Linked DNA regions of Sus scrofa: region 1 is linked to region 2. Evidence: chromatin contacts called from public HiChIP or PLAC-seq data. All regions are on one chromosome and are shown on one strand. Each heading gives the region's core, a stretch centred on a gene start, on an enhancer-like site or on the middle of the called end of the contact. The rest is flanking DNA. Distances are from core to core; before and after follow the strand shown. Region 1 overlaps NAPEPLD (N-acyl-phosphatidylethanolamine-hydrolyzing phospholipase D). Region 2 overlaps GSAP (gamma-secretase-activating protein).

Region 1 (4,350 bases), core at 256-2,755, 560 kb after region 2:
AATCCTCCCTTCCCCATAAAAAATCCACCTCCTAATCCCCAGAATCTATGAATGTGGTAAATGGCAAAAGAGATCTTACGTGATTAAGGATCTTAAAATGGGGAGACAAACCTGGATTATTCAGGTGAGTCCTAAATGTAATGACAAGGGCTTTTATAATTCCCTGGTAGCTCAGTGGGTTAAGGATCTGGCATTGTCACTGCTGTGGCACAGGTTGGATCCCCGGCCAGGGAACTTCCGCATACCATGGACTAGGCCAAAAAAAAAAAAAAAAAAAAAGCACATGGGGAGGCAAGAAGGTCAAGGAGAGAAGGATGTGGCAACAGCAGCAAGGACTGATCTGTACAGCCACAGTCAAGGAAGGTGAGCAGCCTCTGGAAGGAATCAGTCCTGCCAACTCCTTGCCTTCAGCCCATTGAAACTGATTTCAGCTCTTAGTTTCCAGAACTGTAAGAAAATACCTAAGTATGCATAGCCCTCTAAATTCATGGTGCTTTGTTACAAGAGTAATGGAAAGCTACTATATTCTCCTTTAAGTAGTCTTTAAAGTGTGATAACAACATATATAAAATATCTCTCAGCCTAATATCAATGAGGGGACACATGGATTTAAACGCTATACTGTGACTTCCAGGTTGAGCTCTGAGAGACCCAATTTCCAGGCTTTCTAGGACCAGTTCTCCAGGCTGATGCTAGCAGTTGTGGCTGGAGGATTTGGAGAAAGGAGCAGAAGACCTAGTGTTGGGAGAGATTGGTAGGGAAGCAGAATTTGCCACTGTCTCTTGGCATAAGGAAGAAACAGAAGTTTCACAAAGTTTTTCTTTTCAACTCCCACTTAACAGCCTAAAAGAATTTAGAGAGAGGACCTATTCCAGGAAAGAGAACTATCACCAGAATTCTCTCCAGTATAATAAGAACTAGGTGTGGTAGACAGAAAGGAACCTAGGCAAGTCTGCTAAAATTCCTCTCGGTGCCCCATGGTTTCTGTATGGCCCAGGAAACAGTTATTTACTAAACATTTGCTCTCTTCCTTCTTTCTATGAATTCGCTTCTTTTCCTGTGAAGTCCCAGGCCCCTCAGCACCCTTCTCCCTGGTCCAGGATGATATATATATACCTCATTTTATTTGACTCTTTGGAATCTCCCATATTTATGTGGATTCCCTGTACATTCCCTGTGATTAAATTTGGGATTTTTTTTTCTCCTGTTAAACGATGTCATTTTAATTATTCAACCAGCCGGAAGAACGAAGAGGGGAAAGGGGACGTTTTTTTCTCCTCCCAACAGACTGCTTCTGGTCCTGTTATAAACAAGTCATTATCTACAAGTCTGAGCTGCCATGAGGTTAACCTACATAATCTCTAAGATCTCTTCCAATTCTAAAATTTGGGGCTGTGGCAAAACATGATTAGCTTTGACTTTCACATTCACACGTTACTGCTGTTGCAATTGCTCTCCAGCCCACTTCCCAGCCACCCTGTCCACCACGAAGCCTATGTGTAAACCACACACACGTCTGAGCTTATGCACACATTGCTGCTTCTGTTTAGAATTGTCTTCCTGGCTTCACCCCTGAGAATTGAGGTTTCAGCAGCAACGTTCAAATCAAGAATCACCACATTTGAGAGGCAACCCTACCTTCTCAGAGCAGAATGCTCATCTCTGCTTTGGTGCTTTCAGAAAACTATTAATGCAGGTAGCAAATTATAGTGTGATTATTTGTTTCCCTTTCGGTTTCCCAAACCAGAATGTGGGCTACTCACACGCAGACAGACATTCTGCCTGACCCATCTTTATATCTCTAGCACCGACTTCTGTGTTTGGCACACAGAAGACACTCCTACTGTGTCTGGACTGAAATGAATGATGATTCCCTGAATTCTGAAGTGCCTGTTTGGGGCTGGGCAGGAGTAGGAAATGGGGAGGAATGGAAGGGAAGTACAAGAGGACAGGAAATTTCTGTTTCAGCAAGATTTCCAGAGCCCTGGAGAAAAAAATGAGGCCAATGTGTGTGATGATTTAATTCCAGGCTATCCTTAGATGCTCATTGCCCATGCGATCTAAGCATCTCTCTTGACCTTGCTTCAAAGTCAAATTTTAAGTGAAGTTAACAGTATGAGATTCCTTGCACAGCAATCTGCTGATTAGAAGCTCTTAACTGGGGCGGATGGCAGGGAGCCACGCATGATTTGTCAGCTCTGCATCCTTGTATGCCACAAGGCAGAGGCTACAACTTCAGAATTTTATGGGAGCTAGTTAACAACTCTATCCTTATAGACCATTCTGAGCAATAGCTCATAAAACAGTCTACACCAGTGTTCTTTCGTCGGCATAAGACATATCCTCCCCCTATTCTATGAGTGCTCCGAATATGTCTTCCATTCCCTTGATACAAAGAACAAAGGACAAACATACTCAGAAAAACTTAGAGTGGAAATGAGGTCATCATTTCCACTTACCTTACAAAAACCTATCAACTCTTTTCGCAATATAAAGACTGAGTTGCTATTTACAATGTCTCTTTGATCACACATCACTCTTCATGGTGTAGCCATCTCTGTATGTGCTTTTGTGGTTTTATACCATATACCTGTGTTGGTTCAAATTTTGCATTTGAGATTCTGCTTATTTTAAGTTGCCATTTATTGTACATTTTCCATGTTCTGGCCACTATGCTGAGTGCTTTACAGATCTCCTTTAATCCTCATAACAACCTCAGGCATTCAGCATTGTTAATCTTTTTATTGAGGAGGAAGCTGAGATTTAGAGAGGATAATTAGCTTTCCTGAGGGCACAAGGCTAGTAAGATGTGGAAGTGACAGGCCTGTGAATGTTGGAGAGTTCCTCTTCTACTTCAACTTTTTAAAAAAATATACAATTATATTAACTTCAGGTGTACAGCATAGTGATTCAGTATTTTTACAGATTATATGCCATTAAAAGTTATTACAGAATGATAGCTATAATTTCCTACATTGTAAAATATATCCTTATTAGTCATCTATTTTATACAGTTTGTACCAATCCTATACCCCAACTTGCCCCTCCCCCTTTCCTCTCCCCACTCGTTTGTTTTCTATGTGTTAAGTCTGTTTGTTTTACTATATACATTCGTCTTGTTTTCAGATTCCGCATATAAGTGATATCCTATCTCTCTGACTTATTTCCTCAAATACAGTATTTTCTAGCTTCATCCACCTTGTTACAAATGGCAGAATTCATTCTTCTTTATGGCAGAGTAATATTCCATTGTGTGTGTATGTATGTGCAGAGATATATATACATACCACACCTTCCTTATCTATTCATCTGTTGATGGGCACTTGGATTGCTTCTTTATCTTGGCTACGGTGAATAGTGCCACTATGAACATTGAAGAGCATGTACCTTTTCAAATTAGTGTTTCCATTTTTTTCCAGATATATACCCAGAATTAGAATTGCTAGGTCAAATGGTAGTTTTATTTTTTAGTTCTTTGAGAAAATTCCATACCGTTTTCCATTGTTGCTGCGTCAGTTTACATTCCCACCAAAAGTGTGCAAGTGTTCCTTTTCTCCACATCCTCACCAACATTTTTTATTTTTAAACTTTTTAACGATAGCCATTCTAACAGGTGTGAGGTGATATCATGGTTTTGATTTGAGCATCTTTTCACATGCCTGGTATCCATCTGTTGTCTTTGGAAAAATGTCTATTCTGGTCTTTTGCCCATTTTTTGATTGGGTTCTTTGTTTTTTTGATATAGTTGTATGGAGTGCTTATTTTGGATATTAACCCCTTATTGGTCATATCATTTGCAAATATTTTCCCCCATTCCATAGGTGGCCTTTTCATTTTGTCAGTGGCTTCCTTTGCTGTGCAAAAGCTTTTCAGTTTAATTAGGTCTTATTTGCTTCTTTTTATTTTTGTTTCTTTTGTCTTAGGAGATAACAAAAAATATTGCTACAATTTATGTCAAAGAGTGTTCTGCCTATATTCTAGGAGTTTTATGGTTTTAAGTCTTACATTTAGGCCTTTAATTCATTTAGAGATTTTTTAATATGGTATGATGAAATGTTCTAATCTAACTGTTTTACATGTAGCTGTCCAGGTTGCCCAGCACCACTTATTGAGGAGACTGTCTTTTATCCATTGTATATTCTGGCCCCCTCTGTTATAGATTAATTGACCATAGGTGTAAAGGGTTATTTCTGAACTCTCTTCTGTTCCATTGATCCATCTGTTTGTTTTTGTGCCAATACTCTGCTCTTTTAATTACGACAGCTTTGTAGTATAGTCTGAAGTCTAGAAGGGTGATAGCTCCAGCTTTGTTCTTCTTTCTCAAAATTGCTTTTGCAATTCTGAATCTTT
Region 2 (4,140 bases), core at 890-3,389:
TCACTGAGAAAGAACCTGAGAATATTAGAGTTGTTATAAGAATTCAAATAATACAAGGCAGCTCCTTTTCTGAGGAGGGGAGCTGTTGGTCTAACTTTTGGATATCTGTGGTAACCTCATTCTAGCCTATGTCCAAAACTTCCTCCTCATTGCTATCTTTTATGACATTTGCTCAGATGTGACGCTGAGGAAATGAGTGGGTCTTTATCCAGGCAGCTCCACCACCCTTCCTAAGGGAAGCAAAGCCCATGTTCCAGTTGCTATCCACCATAACACGTTCGTGCATCAGAAATATCTTTGTATTTTCCTCCACAAACAGTCTTCATTAATTTGCCCACTGACACTGAAATGAGTTGTGTCTGTTTAGACGTAGAAGCTGAGAGGGCCTGTGCAGAGTGGTAAAAATGTCTGAGACATGGATAGGAGCTTGTTCCTTCTCCTTTATGATGTTTTCTGAATCTATTTGGGGGTTGCAGAAGTGTCAAAATCAGTTTTAAGAAAACTGCATTTGTTTGTAGAGTAGCCAATACAGTAAGTAACACATATTATGTTTTCAAAAATCTGACGTCTTTGGAGAAAATAATTTGTGGTATTCTGGACTTCGTTACTAAAAGTGTTCTTTGCTTTGTAGGATCAAAGTGCTTAACTTTGTTGGTTGAAATCCACCCCGTTAACAATGTGAAGGTTCTAAAGCAGTGGATAGCTGTATTTGGGTACAGGTAAGTGAGTATATCTTATCTCATTAGTCAGAGGTATGAAACCTAGAGGCAGTGGTGTTACATCACACACATTATCACATTTCATCCTCAAACAATCTAATAGATGGGTATGGCTGGAATTAATCAGCTCTTCCTTTGCAAACATGAAAATCAAAAACTCAAACCTAGCTCTCTGTCTCTATTATAGCTTGGTTTGTCTGATAGCAGTGTAATGTTTTTCAACATAAAATATTGACTATCAAGACGCATTTAAAAGTTTTAAAATGATTTACCTAATGTATTCATAGAGTTGGCTGATTAAACATCTGATTACATGATGTAATTATCCCTTACTTATCACCTCCATGAATTGATGCAGAGGCAGTGTATGTATAACATGTGTGGTCTAGATAGGGTCAGTCTAGAACTTGCAAATTCCGCTACCTGCTAAAATGTATGTGTAACCCTCAAATCGTGATGCTTTCATTTGCAGTCATTTGCAGTCACCTGATGCACATGTTCCTGGCTGAGGTTGAGCAAGGTGACACTGCCTCTTTGTTTCAGCTCTCAGATTGTAAACAGATGTTTTCATAGTCCACTTAGCTCCGTGTTTTTTGCACTCTTTGGCTTTAGTTGATGATTTCGCTGTTGAAAATGTCCCCTAAGCCTATTGCTGAAGTGCTGTCTCGTGTTCCTAATTGCAAGAAGGCTGTGTGATGCGCTTTATGGAGGAAATATGGGTGTTAGATAAACTTCCTCCAGGCATATGTTATAGTGCTTTTTAAAATTGAAGTATAGTTGATTAACAGTATCATGTTAGTTTCAGGTATACAGCACAGGGATTCAGATATATATATATATGTGTGTATATATATGTGTGTGTGTGTATATATATATATATATATATGTATTGTATTTTTTCTTCTTCAGATTTTCTTCCCTTATAGGTTATAAAATATTAAGTAGAGTTCCCTGTACTATACACTAGGTCCTTGTGGGTTATCTGTTTTATATACAGTTTGTATATATGTTAATCCCAACCTCCCCTTGCTATTGACTGTGGGTTCACTGCTAACGAATTAATGATATATATGAAGTAAGGTGTCTTTAAACACATTAGGCAAAGTTTTGTTTTAATTTGTTGACAAAAGTATTGTGACTAGAGACTTGCAGGATCCTCTCCTTGCATTTACTCTGGGAGCAAGGGTTCAGTATTTCAGGTTCTTATAGCCTGAGTGTCTGCCTCCCCTCCCCCCACCTCCTCCCAGCCTCTGACTGTGGGTCTCGCTGTCACAATGTGTGTTGGGAGAGGGAATCATTGCCCCCCCACACCGCCCCTGCATCCAGTGGCCGGGGTCATCCACTGTCAGCCAGTCCTTCCAGTTGTGCATTTTCACCACCAGGCCTGGCTTCCCTGAGGGCCACTGTTGGCTGCCAGCCAGGCCTGGCATGGAGCTTCGTCCCCTCCCCCAGGAAGCCACTCTGTTGACACTGCCATGGGCTCAGGGTGACTGTGGGATGGAGCACACTTCCCTTTTCTGGCCCTTTCTTTTGGTTTCCTTAGCATCTCCACCGCTAGCCTGGGAACCTCCAGGGCTCTATAGGTTATGAGACATTATTGAAGGATGGACCTAACTAAAGGTCATCAGAGTGCCAAAAGGAAATAAGTTTTTACAAGTATATGGTCATAAAACACTGTGAATATATGAAACATTACTGAATTGTGTACGTAGTAGTGAAAGTGGTAACCGTGGTGTGAATCTTATCTTAATTAAAAAAATGAAAAGTTCAGGATGCATGATTGCATCTGTAGGTCAAAGGAAGTCTCCACCATGTGAAGTAAACCCACACTCATCTCAGGTCCTCGCCCTGGTCCCTGCTCCTCAGGCTTACGTCCATGGAGAGAGAAACTCCTTCAAACCTTCATCCATGGCCAGTCCCCAGCTGCCCCCCATCTCTCCCTTCCATTCTCCTTTAGAGAAACACCATTCACGGTCCACTGAGTTGGTTCCTGTCCTGGGATCTGTCTCCTTTTCTTACCAAAACATCCAGTATTTCCAGTAGCACATTTCCCTAAGTCACATGGACAGCCCTGACCCCCTTCACAGAGGAACTTCAGCAAGACAGTAATAGGTGGAGTTTGGATCCCAGTCTGGGACCCTTTGAGAGTTCCCTACCAGACTGAATGCATCTTCCAGAGAGTTCCATTGGATAATTACACACCTGTCTTCATGCCTATAGTGCCTACCTTTCAACAACTAATATTAGTAATCAGAGTCTAACACCATCATTGCGAAGATTCATATTTCCCTAAAATGATATAATCTATGTAGATTCCTACTCACAATGCAAATAAAACACCCCTCGCCCCAAGCTTTACACACTTTTGTAGAGATCGGTCTGAAGCCTGTCTATTTGTATTCTCACTTCCAGGCCTTGCTTGAGGGTTGTCTCATTTTAGGAAGAAAAAACTACCACCACCTGAAAAACTACCACCGCCCTGGCCACCTCTGTAGACCCAAGGGAAGCCAAATCTGTAGTTTTTCCTTATTTTGAGGTACTGGTTGTTTACTCCTCCACTGTTTATGTGCCGTCACTCATCTTTGCTTCTCCTCAACCCCAGCACACAAAGTATCCTTTTTGATGTGTGTAATTCCACAAATCAGGAGATAATGAAGTCTGTGTTATTCCTGCAGCTAAATTCTGTTTTGCAATCTATTTTACAAATTTGAGGTCATTGCTGTGAAGCATGATAGTTAATGTTTTGTTTTTCTAAAAGGGGAAACTTGACCACAAGCAATTTAAAAAGTTGACCAGTTCTGTTTCCATTTTGTCATTATGAAAAGTTAGGACACCAGGTAAAAATTTTGTCAAAATATTTCCTAGTCTTTAGAGAAGAGAAGCTGCTGGCTGTAATATAGGGCATAAAAGGTTTTGTTCTTTAATTATTCTCTGAAGTTCAGAGGGAAAACCCAAAATTTGCCAGTGGAGCTTATCTAGTAAGCTCTTTCATATTGTAAAATGAAACTGCTCATTTGTAGTTACCCTTTTGATGACAAAAGAATGAAGTCACTGGAGTTATCTCATGGCCAATGTTTCCTCATTAGGACAGCGTCAGGCCTTGTGCTTCTGGCTGCCACCTTTGGCTGTGGCTGGCACACATGGGCAGGCGCAGAGGAGAAGGAAAGGGTGGATCAAGCCTTTTCTTCCCAGTGAAAATCCTCCTATGCTTTGAGGCTTGTAAATCCTTCATTACATGCCACACTGTCACTCACTGTCCTTTCCTGGAAAGCCCCTAGTTCTGTTGTGCTTTGTTTCTTGGATGCAGGACTTTGGAAGTTGTGGTGGAAAGTATGTTTACCTGGCTCTCAAATCAAATGCCAGGTTGAGTTGCACAACACATTGTGTTATCACTCTTTTTCAGTGCATGTCAAATAGAACT

Evidence for each region. HiChIP or PLAC-seq counts read pairs in DNA pulled down with a chosen protein or histone mark.
Region 1: a contact with region 2 is called in an H3K27ac HiChIP or PLAC-seq map of alveolar macrophages. The contact joins two enhancer-like sites. A contact is called at or near these places in 2 of 2 datasets of contacts at active chromatin or transcription factors (alveolar macrophages and skeletal muscle).

Annotation. Positions count from the first base shown.
Region 1 is chr9:103,277,411-103,281,760 of Sscrofa11.1, forward strand. All of the region lies in intron 1 of NAPEPLD (N-acyl-phosphatidylethanolamine-hydrolyzing phospholipase D), which reads right to left. Among named protein-coding and RNA genes, the nearest start is that of NAPEPLD, 29 kb to the right of the region's middle. Within about 2 kb of position 1,506, at least 9 of the 83 cell types and tissues checked have an H3K27ac peak or open chromatin away from gene starts, as enhancers often do. A contact at or near this core is called in alveolar macrophages, where this site is marked.
Region 2 is chr9:102,717,267-102,721,406 of Sscrofa11.1, forward strand. GSAP (gamma-secretase-activating protein) reads left to right here. Exons shown (of 32, transcript XM_021102559.1): 6 at 632-685; 7 at 688-719. Among named protein-coding and RNA genes, the nearest start is that of GSAP, 24 kb to the left of the region's middle. Within about 2 kb of position 2,140, at least 14 of the 83 cell types and tissues checked have an H3K27ac peak or open chromatin away from gene starts, as enhancers often do. A contact at or near this core is called in alveolar macrophages, where this site is marked.